Linked DNA regions of Mus musculus: all the other regions are linked to region 3. Evidence: chromatin contacts called from public Hi-C and HiChIP or PLAC-seq data. All regions are on one chromosome and are shown on one strand. Each heading gives the region's core, a stretch centred on a gene start, on an enhancer-like site or on the middle of the called end of the contact. The rest is flanking DNA. Distances are from core to core; before and after follow the strand shown. Region 1 holds the start of Plaa (phospholipase A2, activating protein). Region 2 overlaps Ift74 (intraflagellar transport 74). Region 3 holds the start of Hook1 (hook microtubule tethering protein 1).

The links. Hi-C and Micro-C count contacts between places; a contact is called where the count stands out from the background. HiChIP or PLAC-seq counts read pairs in DNA pulled down with a chosen protein or histone mark.
Region 1: a contact with region 3 is called in a Hi-C map of LSK cells, with 5 times the contacts expected there. The contact joins the promoter of Plaa here to the promoter of Hook1 in region 3. A contact is called at or near these places in 3 of 39 promoter capture datasets (cranial neural crest, embryonic stem cells and maxillary cranial neural crest), 5 of 484 Hi-C or Micro-C datasets (CD4 T cells, CD8 T cells, LSK cells and 2 more) and 12 of 115 datasets of contacts at active chromatin or transcription factors (the 230-238 cell line, DN3 thymocytes, astrocytes and 9 more).
Region 2: a contact with region 3 is called in an H3K27ac HiChIP or PLAC-seq map of embryonic stem cells, with 6 times the contacts expected there. The contact joins the enhancer-like site here to the promoter of Hook1 in region 3. A contact is called at or near these places in 4 of 39 promoter capture datasets (the C10 cell line, cranial neural crest, embryonic stem cells and 1 more), 1 of 484 Hi-C or Micro-C datasets (bone marrow-derived macrophages), 2 of 115 datasets of contacts at active chromatin or transcription factors (embryonic stem cells and large pre-B cells) and 1 of 9 other capture datasets (adipose tissue).

What each region holds. Positions count from the first base shown.
Region 1 is chr4:94,601,739-94,606,126 of GRCm38.p6, reverse strand. Plaa (phospholipase A2, activating protein) reads left to right here and starts at 2,880. Exons shown (of 14, transcript NM_172695.2): 1 at 2,880-3,250. The coding sequence starts at 3,102. It also overlaps a transcript of Ift74 not described here.
Region 2 is chr4:94,672,943-94,677,376 of GRCm38.p6, reverse strand. The region is part of intron 13 of Ift74 (intraflagellar transport 74); the gene reads right to left. Among named protein-coding and RNA genes, the nearest start is that of Mir872, 10 kb to the right of the region's middle. Within about 2 kb of position 2,231, at least 9 of the 459 cell types and tissues checked have an H3K27ac peak or open chromatin away from gene starts, as enhancers often do. A contact at or near this core is called in embryonic stem cells, where this site is marked.
Region 3 is chr4:95,965,452-95,969,485 of GRCm38.p6, reverse strand. Hook1 (hook microtubule tethering protein 1) reads right to left here and starts at 2,107. Exons shown (of 22, transcript NM_030014.2): 1 at 1,930-2,107. The coding sequence starts at 1,992. 9530080O11Rik (RIKEN cDNA 9530080O11 gene) reads left to right here and starts at 1,831. Exons shown (of 2, transcript NR_045776.1): 1 at 1,831-2,362.

The sequences.
Region 1 (4,388 bases), core at 1,631-4,130, 1.4 Mb after region 3:
TAACTACATTTTTGCTTATGACATTTGCAACTTGTGAGAAAGCAGCTCCTTTATAAGTTGAGGATCACCTATATTTTGGTATCTTAATCCAAGCATTTGACTTTGGCCAAAGAAGTTAACATTTTTGGAGACCTAAAAGAACAATATTCCTAAAACATTGTTCTTTTAAAATACTCTGCAATTTGACTTGAAGTATAGTACACTGCTAAATTAAAACCACCTTAAAATTGAGATCCTTCTGACTTCCTGTACTTTCCCCTACTCCCAATGCAGGAAGAGACTTTCAGCAAAGTTACCTTTCAACCTGACCAGAGCAGCCAAGAGGAACGGAAAGCCTGAATCTTTCTACTGAAAAATCTCATTAACCAGAGAAGACTAAACTCACACTGCAGGACAAAAGCTCAGAGTCTGTCAGCAACTGGACATATTTTTGTCACAAACGGCTGTCCCTTAGAGAATAACCCACAAACTGAGGTTTGTTCTTTGAGTCAGCCAAAGTTTGTCCCAGCATTGTATGCTTTTCAAACTTACTTTTTACAAAAACTGCTTACAGCCACTTAATATTTTCCGTAACTCCAAATTTCTTTTCCCTTTAGACATGAAGAGGGTTGGAAATACAGCGTAGTAGTGTATGCTTACCATGTTCATGTGAACCCTTGGTTCTACTTCTAGAATGATAAAAGCTCAACACACCTACAGACATGAGGTATATCAGCATCTATCATGTGTGACCAACATATGCCCATGGGCCACTGGATAGCTGACAATGTGTCCCAATCAACTGCTCTCATAGCCAAGGCCAATGTGAGACTGTTTAATAAAACTTACCTGGGTTGTTGAGATGTCTGAGTGGGTAAAGCTGCTTGCCACCCCACCAAGCCTGAGGACATGAGTTATAACCTCAGGAATGATGTAGTAGAAAAAGAGAACCTCTTTTTGTAAGTTTGTCCTTTGGCCTCTCTGTATGTATATCCTGGTGCATGCACAAACACACACACTCACGTACAAATATACACACAAAGAGACTAAACATAATAAAAACTAAAAGGAAAACAAAAACAAAGCAACAGCAACTATAAAAACATTGAAAAAAGAGTGAAATGTCCTAAGAAAATTTAATCTTGCAGAAATGATTGCTATACAAATATGTCACGACACCATGAACACTAAAGAGGCAATAATAAAACTGTATTAGTCTAAAGAGGAACTAGGAGGGTCCAGAAGATATACAGTATTGAACTGTGACAGATGGAGAAAAGATTACAGACTAATTGTGTGTGTATGTGTGTGTGCTTGTTGAGGGGTATGTGTATATGTGTGTGGTGTGTGTGATGTATGTAAATGGGTGTGTGGTATGTTAATTCGGGTGAGACATTTGTGGTGTATGGTCTGTTTGTGTGTGGGGGTGGGTGGGTGGTGTGTTTTCTTAAGATAGGAATTCTTCCTGTAGCCAGAATGACCTAGACCTCATTAGATAGGCTATGCTTCATTCTCATGATCCTCCTGCATCAGCCTCTCATAGCACTAGTTTTTGTTTGTTTTAGGAATCTAGAAACAACAACTTCAAACATGGTATGTTCAGAGAAAGATGGCAAATTCAATATGGCTGAGGCAGACACACACCTAAGGGAAAAGACCTTAGCAAAATAAATTAGGGAAATGGGGAAGGCCTTATACAACAGTGTATTCTCAAGAACGAAAAGCTGTTGGGGCTGGAGAGATTACTCAGTGGTTAAGAGCACTGGCTGCTCTTCCAGAGGTCCTGAATTCAATTTCCAGAAACCACATGGTGGTTCACAACCATCTGGAATGGGCACCCGATGCCACTTTCTGGTGTGTCTGAAGGCAGCGACAGTATACCTACATTCATGAAATAAATCGACATAAAAAAATAAATAACGAAAAGCTATTGGGGTTACCGAACAAAGTGGAATAATACATTTCAGAGCTAAAGTCAAGAGAAACACACACACACACAGAGGAATAGTGATTTCAAGCCTAGAATGAAAGTTTTAAGAAGAGTGAAGAAAAACACACAAATTGGATTTGGCAACTTAACAAAGGTTTGTGGTGTGATGGATGCCGTGCTACAATACGGAAAGCTAACTTTACTACAATGTAGACTGACAATCTCAATGCAATGTAGTGAGACTCCTACCTACACCATCGGGGTTTGGCTAAAAATATATATTCTCACCTGTAATTTCAGAGTTCAGAGACTGGAGCAAGGAACCACGAGTTTTAGGCTAGCCCGAGCTACCGTAAGACCTTTTAAATAATTAAAGGCATTTTCTGCTTCACCTTAGACCTTCTGCGCCAAACCTCGGGCAAACAGTGGTCACGTTAGGGGAGAATGGGCACCCGATCATTCTGCAAAATCTGGTATTATAGGGGGTAGCTTGAGGTGAAGGCAAGTTCATTAAAAGTTCCCACTTTGGCTTCAGATTCAGTCATCTTAAATGAAAAAAAAAACAATTAACTGATGAAAATCTTGGGAGACTCTCCAGAATCAAGCAGAAAATGGGCAAACAAATCGTGGCGTAAGGCAAACAAGCAATTTTGCTCTACTACTCAGAGTAGTCAAACGAGCACCTAGATTTAAAACATCCGGATTCAGCGCGCCGGCGAGTCACTCGGGACGCTCGGCATTGTGGGATTTGTAGTTCCGATTTACCCTCCTCCAACTACTACAGATTTTCGGTTGTTCTCTGAAATGGACCGGGTTCCGACCGGACCCAGACCTCCGGCGCCTACGCAGAATTTCCTGATCTCACCGTCCCTTCTTCGGCCGGCGATCCAGGGCGCAGAAGGATAGAGGGCCCGGTCCGTGATGCTCAGCAGCCCGACGCACACACTCTGCGTCACCGCGGGCCGCGGCGGATGATGAATTCCGGCGTGTGTGTTAGGGTTGCTGTGTCACTCAGGCGGCTCGGCGCGCCCCTTCCCCCGCGGTCCTTCCGCACCGGCTGACTGGCTCTTCCGGTCTCCGGCGCCCCTCTCCTGCAGGCGGGTCTCGGGCCGCAGCCTGGCGCACGCCGGCTCGGGCCTGTGGACGAGTCTCGCGCTGTGCCCGGGGGCCGGGCTCCGGATCCACGCTGGCCATGGCGAGCGGCGCCTCCAGATACCGGCTGAGCTGCTCGCTCCCGGGCCACGAACTGGACGTGAGGGGCCTGGTGTGCTGCCTCTACCCGCCGGGAGCCTTTGTGTCTGTGTCCCGGGATCGGACCACCCGCCTCTGGGCTCCAGACAGGTGAGCGCTGCTAGTCCCGCCGCCCGCGGGTGGACCACAGGCTTGCAGACACGTGGGAGGAGTGACCCTCCTTCCCTGCCCTGAATCTCTCCCTCTTCCTGGTGTCCGCGCTGCTCCTGCCTCCCTGCCGAGTCCCGAGCTTTGGCTTTTCGGGCGCTGTCTGTGAAACCGACAAGATTTCGGGGGAATGAGTATGGATAGGATTGGAGGACCTGGCTGGCTGTCCTAACTTGACCACTAACGGGCGACTTGACCTTGGACGAGCATCTTAAAACACCTTAAGGGCCTTCAGCTTTGGCAGATAACCCCTTAGGTTTCTTTTAGTCTTTAGTATTTATTGCTGCTTGCGCCCTCCCAGTTTCGGCTCGATGAAAACTTCTGGCTTGCCCCTCGGGCTCCGATCTTAGGAGTTGCTCTGTAGTCATCCCTCAGATTTAAATTTTTGAAGACTATAATTCTCAGTAATTGCTTTACAGAGAATTACACATGGTGTCCTCTCTTGGTTGTCCAAGTTATAGTCTGTTTGGGGAGGAGAGGATGAACCTCCTCAAATGTTATCGTTGTGTAGGAATGTTCTGTTTTTTCGAGGAGGAAAAATTATCATTGCTTTGAAGTTCTGCCTTCAATTCCCCCCCACCCACCCACCCACCCACCCACACACACTCCACCACCACCAAAAATAAATAAATAAATAAAATAACCAAAAAGTTAAAATCCAGCCCAAATCAATATCAGAGGTTGCGTTTAAAGCCCTGATTAGTCGAAAATTTTATGACAGCAAACAGGCTAGTGATTTTGGGAAGGTAAATTGAATTTAGATGATGAGATACATATATATGTATTTCCTGGGGAGAAAGACATCACTGACAGGAGGACAGGTGCTCTCTGTTTACAGAACTTTATTATATTCTCTCGTGAGAATATAGAGTTAGACCGGAAAGATATTAGTAGGAACCTTTTTTTTTTCTTGGAGGTGTTTCTCCTGTGTGTGTGTTGAAGCGGATATCTCTTATTAGATTGAGTAAGCTGATCTTGAAGGGTGGACTGGGGGAACTTTAAAGTGGAAAAACTGTAGTTGGAGAGCTACGTTCCAGAGAGGCAGAAGACATAGTATGCCGTGAGTGCAGGTCCTGAAGGC
Region 2 (4,434 bases), core at 982-3,481, 1.3 Mb after region 3:
AAGTACAGAGACGTTCTCAATCTAAGATGCTGCAACTCCATGTACCTAGGGTATCAAGTAAAGAAAGCATACATATATGAGCTTGCTTCAACCCAGTTTCTTCAGGCCAATCAATCAGTCCCTCACTTCCTAGAAAGACTAAGCATGGAAAAAGATGGAAGGAATAAAGGCTAGGGGATTCCTAGTTAAAATCTGGCATTAAAAAGGACTTTTAAGAACAATAGCTAATAGGAGTGGAACAGGAGAAGAACAGCAGTCCAGACACCAGAACTCCAATAATCTGTGTTCTGTATTTTCCTATATGGTAGAGAACGTTTCACAGATCCGATTAAAGCATTAATAAATGTGGGCAAACAGTAGTGGTCAAGTCCCAGCAGGGAAGCATGGGAACACTGACTTGTGCTTGTGCATATGTATCATGTATAATATTGATTATTTCTACTCATCTTACAAGTGTATGTCTCACTTAGGAACAGTTAGATCATATGTAGACATATGACCTCAAATATTCAGATCACGTGATGGTAAATATCCAAATAGCAGCAGCAAACTGAGGAACCTCTGAACCTGCTGAGGCCTAGCTTACTAAAAAAGTCCTAGCTCCCTGAGCTGGCCACTCTTGAGACTAGTTAAGGCATTAAGGGATTACAGGGAAGGTCTGCATTTTAGGCTACTTAACAACTTCCCACTGTATCTTTCTTTCTCTAAACGAAGGAGAATCTCCTACACATGCATTCTGTTCATAGCTCATCTTTTCCTTTTCCTGCTCCAGAGATACTTCAGGGAGGCTTTCTCTTCTACTCCAGTAAGACTATTCCCAAGGAGATTTGGTGACCATTCATTATCCAACCCAAGGGCAGTTTCAGTTCTCTCACCCTGCAATACCTGCCACTGGTGATAAACCCTTTTTGACATATTTTCATGTATTGCTTCTGCACTGCATAGGTGAGATCCTCTCAATTCATTTTTTACATGTATTATTTTGTTCATGTGCGCATGTGTGTGCATTCAAGCATGCCACAACATACATGTAAAGGTAAAAAAACTACTTATGAGAACTGACTCTCTCTGTCTACCATGTGGTTTATGAGGATCAAACTTAGGATGCCAGACATGTGGGCAAGTATCTTTATCCCCTGAGTCTACTCTCTAGTCCTTCACTGACTTCTAAACCTGTACTATACCAATGACAATCTCATTCAGTCCTGTAACTTAAAAACACTTAATTGATGCCAAATTTTCCAATTCTTTCATCCAACTACTTACTAGATTGGGATTTAGATTCCCTTCTTGGGAAAGCATATCTGGCCAGCATGATTATATGGAACAGAGCTCCTGCATATCTCAAAGATTCCCAAACTTCAAAACAAATTCCTGATCACTCTTGAGACGAGACAAGTCAGAGCATTAGTAAACTGGTGTATGTTGTGATTTCTCAATAGAAAATTAGTTTCTGGAGCTGGAGAGATGGCTAAGGGGAGCTGGTTATGATGCTGCTCTAAAGAAAGATCAAACTTCCTAGTACTCAACACCAGAGTACTACCTAACTTAGAACTACCTAACTCCTAAGTTCCAGCATCTCTTCTAGACTCCATGGCACTGTGCACACTTGTGTGTATGTATACACACACACACACACACAGTCCATAACCGGTTTTGGTTTTTTTTGTTTTGTTTTTTTTGTTAATACAAACTATTGTTTTAGCTGACTTTGGGGTGACACCACATTAATTCATACTAAACTATTATTTTAGACCCCCTCTAACATTTTCATTCATTTAGAGTGTTGTGGATAGCCCTGGGGATAATTATATTTGATGCCAATTCTGTTGTCCGGTGAGGGGTTGTGAACAAGGAATGAGTCAGCACTCTGGTGATTTCTTGTAAACCTGCTTCCCACCTTAATTTGTAAAATAAAAGAGCAGAGGGAGGGAAAGTGAAGCGGAAAGGAAGAAAAGAAGGAAGAGAGAGAGAGAGAGAGAGAGAGAGGGAGAGGGAGAGGGAGAGGGAGAGGGAGAGGGAGAGGGAGGGAGGGAGAGAGGAAGGAGGAGGAAAAGCAGAGCAGAAGCATGTGGCCTAGAGAAACCCCAAGGTCTAAGGGGTCTCATAGCTGTGGAAGATGGTAGTGTAGCAGTAGATCTGCCTAACTGAGTGGCCTACAGAGAATGACAGAGAGGCTCACTCACCCAACTCCCAGAGAGCTACAGCCAAGAGCAGCACCTCAGCCTGGAACTGTAGGGAACACAACTGCCTGCGAGGCAGTTTTTGAGCAGACACAGTGAACTAATAGGGGCATCTATGCCTGAGAGAGCTTTTCTGTGTTCGCTTCTCCATATCCTTCGCTCCCCCCCCCTTGCCTCCCTCACCCTCATGTCTAGGACAGCCAGACTGGTTCTCCTGACTGCTTGTTTATGCTGCGGATTGCCTGAAATCAGCACACAAGCATACGCTGCCAGCTGCAACCCGAACTAGGGACACACATGACCACGCGGGTCTTTCTACACCCAGCCCCTTCGTATGCATAAAGAATCATGGAGATGAAGGTACAAAGGGCTCCAGACAAGGTAGTTTATTGACATAAAAACCTTTTGATACTTAAAGATGGGAAACAATACATATCTTTTCGACTTTACGTGATGATATTTTGAGTGGTTTGACAGGGATGGATTTAAAGGAAATAGACACCTTATCATTTATTGGTATTGCAATTTTTTTTTTCAAGACAGGGTTTCTCTGTATAGCCCTGGCTATCCTGGAACTCACTTTGTAGACCTTGAACTCAGAAATCTGCCTGCCTGTGCCTCCCTTTTTCTTCTCAGATGACTCTAGTTTGTGTCAAGTTGACTAAAAAATAACTAGCATGGTCTCCTAGCAAGGAAAGAATACCACTTTTGGCAGGAGACTCTCTAATTCTGTGGAGCTCATAGCTGTGGAAGATGGTAGTGTAGCGGTAGATCTGCCTAATCTAGGTGCACAGCATGTATTCATATTAATTGTGTCGTGTTTTCATTGCCAGGGCATATTTGGGAGGAGATTTATCGCAACATAGAGAGCCAAGGCAATTCCTATTTCAATTTCAGTTAGTGTGGATAGCTTGCTAAATTCCCTATTTTGAATTTAGACCCCCCCTCCCCCACCACACACCTACTTCTCTCATGCCAATGTAGCAGTAAGCAATAAATTCCTATTTCAAATACTTTTAAATTGCTATGTTGAGTACATAAAAATTAATGACTAACTTTTTACTTTTGGCTTCGTCCAACTAGCAAAATAGTTGAATTATAGTAGACATGTCCCTTTTCAGCAGGGAAACAACAGTACTTATAAGTACAAGGTGTACTTTAAAATATAGAGTGAGAAGCCTCTGAGTGACTAAGGCGGGGGGGGGGGGTACTGTGCATATACTAATTACTTATCTCAGTGCTGCCATAGAGATAGAATATATATATCTCAGTAGTGAGATACAATTTCTACATACTGCTTGAAGGCATACAAGAAGGGTACAGTCCATTCTGAAAGAAAGTCGTAACAACTGGTCTACAGTTTACAAGCAAACAAAGATGAATGCTGGTGTGTGGCTTTTTTTCTCCTTTATATTTACTGTAAGACCCCACCCTATAGAATGGTCCTATTCTTAGTTAATTCGAGTCTTCCCACCTCAACTTAATCCCTCATAGACACACCCCGAAAGCTTTTTGGATAGTTTTAGATATAGTCAACAGTCAATAGTGCCAGGCCAGAATGAGCTTGGTAAGAGTGCTTCAAAATACTAAAATCTCTAAATTGGTAAGAATTAAATTATTGCTCAAAAGGCCTCACTACCTATAAGAAAAAAAAAAAAAACTCTGTAGAAGTTTGTTTGAACAGAGTATTTATTTTAGATTCCATCTTAGTAGTGCGTGGCATGTACCAAATACAACATAAAGCCCTCAATGATTTTCCAAAGCAGTGGTTATCAAATATTAGTATGACTTTTTGCTAATATACAAAACACTGAGCACTATTCTCACAGTTTCAAACTGAAGTCTCAGGTAGTACCTCAGAATATGCATTTCAAGCTAGTTTCAGGTGTGTTAAGATATCACAACTCTAAGTTTTTTAAAAACAATCTTGCTAGGTCAATAACCACATTAAACAATGAACTGCTCTTTCTTGGATATATACACTGAGAATCCATAGAACAATGAGCTGCTCTTCCTTGGATATATACACTGAGAATCCATAGGCTAGGAATTCGAAGTGCCATTTCAACAAACACTTATAGGAAAATGTTTTCTATGAACTGTATCTTGGGTATTCCGAGCTTTTGGACTAATATCCACTTCTCAGTAAGTGCCTATCATGTGTGTTCTTTTGTGACTGGGTTACCTTACTCAGAATGATATTTTCTATTTCCATCCATTTGCCTAAGAATTTCATGAATGCACTGTTTTT
Region 3 (4,034 bases), core at 858-3,357:
GCATTACAGCATGGAATAACTAGAGTGGTGCCTTAGTTATTTTTAAAATAGTAAAAGGTTAAATGAAAGCATATGAAGGAAATGGCTAATTGAATCACGCTGTAAACAGCAGTGCCTGCTGTCACAAGAATGTACTCCCAGCCGCTTGGGAGGTGTAAGAAGTCTCACACGTCTACCAGCCATATTGAATTCAGGCTAAGATTTCTGGAAATCTTAGACTGTGTCTTGACTTAAGTAAAAAGGAGGTTGAGGACACAGCTCCATCAGAAGAGCACATGCAGAGATCCCTTGTTTAGTTGGGGGTCAGGGTTAGACAGATTCAACAGCAAAAAGAAAATAAATGGCAGAACAATGCTCTAAAAGAGTTAGAAGGAACAGAGTTTAAAGGAAGACCCAAAGCTGAGGAGGTGGTATTGTGCCTGAAAGTCAAAATTCGGTTCCAAGAAGAGCCAAGCAGGGCATCAATGAAGCGTCCTAAAAAGAATCAGAACCACCATGTCCTTCCCCATCACCAAGCTGGACAGTGTCAGGGAGAACAGTGCATCTACCGCCATGATTAGAAGCAATAACTGATTTTCAGCCATTCAATTTTCTCCAGTGTACAACAGCCTGGGAGATCACTGCAGGAGCCAATTAGCAAGAGCTAACCAACCACCCTCTCACCCTCTATTGTCTATGAATCCTTATCTGGTTCATTCTCTCTCTCTCTGTGTGTCTCTCCCTCTCTCTCTCTGTTTCTCTCTCTCTCTTTCTCTCTCTCTCTCTAGATCTTGGGGAACTTTGCCTTTCATTGTAATGATACACAACTCTGCTAGTTAAACTAATTCCTGTGAGGCCAGCACAAAGTAGGAAGTCAAAATACTGCTTTAAGAAAGGATATGGTCATAGCACTTGGAAATATTGCAGTATAGTTTAAGAAACTCTTGAACTCCATGTGACCTCATAGGGAAGTCAGTGACATCATAAAGAACCCAGTTTACCATCTCAGTCAGATGATCAGAGCACAAAATTGCAGACCTGAATACACCCTATGATTAGACATTTGTTTTTAAACAAATGGGATCATTAAAGTAATACTGCCTTCTTTCCTAACAATCTTAAATACAATATCTAAACCTAAATAGTAATTTAAATAAACATGCAGGTCTACAGTGAGCTAAACGCTTTAACCCTGAGATCCTAACTACATTCTACTTAAAACATGTTATCAAAGTCTAAAGTGCAAAAGTGACTACAAATTTCAAACACTCATAGAGATCTTCCCTATTTGTCCTTTGGATTTGCTAGTATTAGAAGATGGCCAGTCAATCTCTTGGAGGATGTAATCCTCCTGATCCAGTCTACTTACATTCCAATCAGACTCTCTTCACAATTATACAACTGAGTTGAGCCATCAGCGCTATCAACACCCAACTGTAGGGCATCAAACACTATCCTAGCACAATAAAGGCCTAGAAATCACACCTGGACGGCAGTTCTGTCATATCTAGGAAATTCCAACAGGTTAGAAACCATTTGGCTCACCGGAATACTGGGAAAAAATGAGGACTGAGGCAATCTGCGCTAAAAAAATCCTGCACATGGATCAAGCGTAAACAAAAAAAGCCAATTCTTTTTTACTTTAAAAAAAGAAAGGTATTAAGATGGGAAGGGGAGGAAGAGGGGGAAAAAATGAAAAAGAGCTCCCACATCAAAGGTAATTTGGCCATCTCTCTCAGCTGTGTCTACACCGCCATGGGTGCTGTGTGGGCCCAAAAGGACAGCAATCTGGGAACCGAGGCTGCCAGCGCCTCCTGGTCACCTGTGCGAGGCGGAGCTCTCAGAGGCTGGGACGGAAGGGTTGCGGAGGAGGTGTACGTGGCAGCCGGAGGCTCCGTGCTCCGCTCGCCCCGCAGGTGGCCTCGCTGGCAAGCGTGGAACTACACTCACCCAGATGATGAGGCTGTCACACAGCGGCAGCTCGGACTGTGGCAGCGGCTGCGGGTCCTCCATGGTCCGAGAACCTCGACGCCGCGCTCACAGCGACGGACGCGCCTCCGACCGGGCCCGCGTCAACGACCTCCGCGCCCGCCACTGGAGCTCGGCGGCCAGGCCTGGCGCCCGCGCCACTCACGCGCGAAGCCTCACGGCGCAGACGTCGCGGCGCGACCGCCCCCTCGCCCACCGCGTCTGTCCCGCGTCCCGGCACCTGAGCCGGCCCCGCCCGCCGATCGCACACCGCACGCTGAGTGACCTCTGCGAGCACCAGTCACAAAGAAGCTGGGCACCAGCGAGGCCGGCAGGGCGGGAGGAGCGGGAATAGGTCGCACAGGAGGGCTGCTGATTGGACGCGCTCCAGAGACTCTTGGCCAATCAAGGAGGGGTAAGCCCGGACCGCCAGGCGAAGCGGGTGTGGGTGGGCGGAGGTTTATGACCTGGCAGGTGCAATGAGGGCGGGGCTGGGGGTAGGAAGGAGAGCGCGCCTGCGCGAGCTAGAGTGGCCAAAGGTAGTGGAGGGCTCAGAGGCCAACCTTCCATTTCTCCTGGTTAGCACTAGTACAGACCCACTCTCAGCCTCCAGCCTCTTCTCATTCCCCACCACAGTGCTCAGGAATTGAAACCCCCAAAGCAAGAGGAACCACGTGACCAAGAAACGTGTTTCCTAAGGAAAAAACAGACCTCCATGCTGCCTAAGTCAAAGAAGCCCTCACAGAATCACAGGTTGTGGCTGATTTCATTTTAAATGGGGCAAAGGGGAAGGCCGTTTTTAGATAGCAAAATTAAATAGTGTTCAAAAAGCATAGGCTGTATCTGTGTACCCTACCTGCTCGTTTCTATGTTAAAAAATAATAATAATGATGTGTCCACTGAGGATGTTGGTGGCATGGTCCATAAAATCTGGAAAGTGGCAATCCAACATGATAAATTGTGTCATTATTGGAAGGGGCTACAATATTATTCTAACTCTTGGTTCTCACCACTTCACTCATTCATTAATCCATCAATTCATACTCTGTATTAAGAGGCAGCTGGTTCGCTTAACTCTCTGTGATTTTTATATTTAAACGTTGAGCAAAACTGTTGGACAATAAATTATAAACCCCCTGTTATAAATCAGTTTCATTTTAAAAATACAGTGAGGGCATTTTCGACGCAACCTCACAATTTTGCTAAAGTGTATTCTAGACACAATAAATACTAATGAAACTTCATGAAAACTATAGGCCTAAAGAATTGAAGAGTCGGTATTGTGACTCTCTCCCAACCCCCGCCCTCCCCCCCCCCCACCACCACCCGCGTTGCTCTCAATGTTACGGGTAGAGACCACAGCCTCTACATTTCTAAAGATATCTCTGGCTAAAATATAAGCACATATTATGAAAATAATGTAAGTTGGGAATTGTAAACTTTGCAATGTGAATTACTATAACCACACACTCTTTAAAGCACGTTTATCACTGAGACCCACAGATAAGTGACCTACTAAAATTTCAATTCTTTCCAATTTGAAAAGTTAGAAAATCACATTACTGAAAAACAGCAAAAAAAAAAAAAAAAAGACTAATTCTGACAAGTGTGAAATGAATATAAATCTAAAGCAAAAATTCAAGGGAAGTTTGGCATATTTATTGGGAAAATTTAAAGATACATTTTTATTTTTATTCCTGTGTGTCTGCAACATGTGTGCAGGTTCCCTTGAAGGCCAGAAGAGGGCATCAAATCCTTTGGAGCTGGACTTACAGGCAGTTTTGTGTAGCCTACTTTAGGGACTAGGAACAGAACTCTGGTCCTTTGTAAGAATAGCAGTCCCCTTAACTTTGAGCCATCTCTCCAACTCCAAAGAACTTTACATTAACCATATTATCTAAACCCATAATTCCATTTTTGGAATAATTCTATACTTCCATTTGTGAAATCATCACAAATTCAGTCACAGAAATTACTGAAGTAACATATTGCAAATCAATTACAAGTATTGATTGATCAATTATATGTTCAACGTTAATCAATGACAAGTAATAGTTAATTACTAGTCTAGTAAGCAAGACTATTAT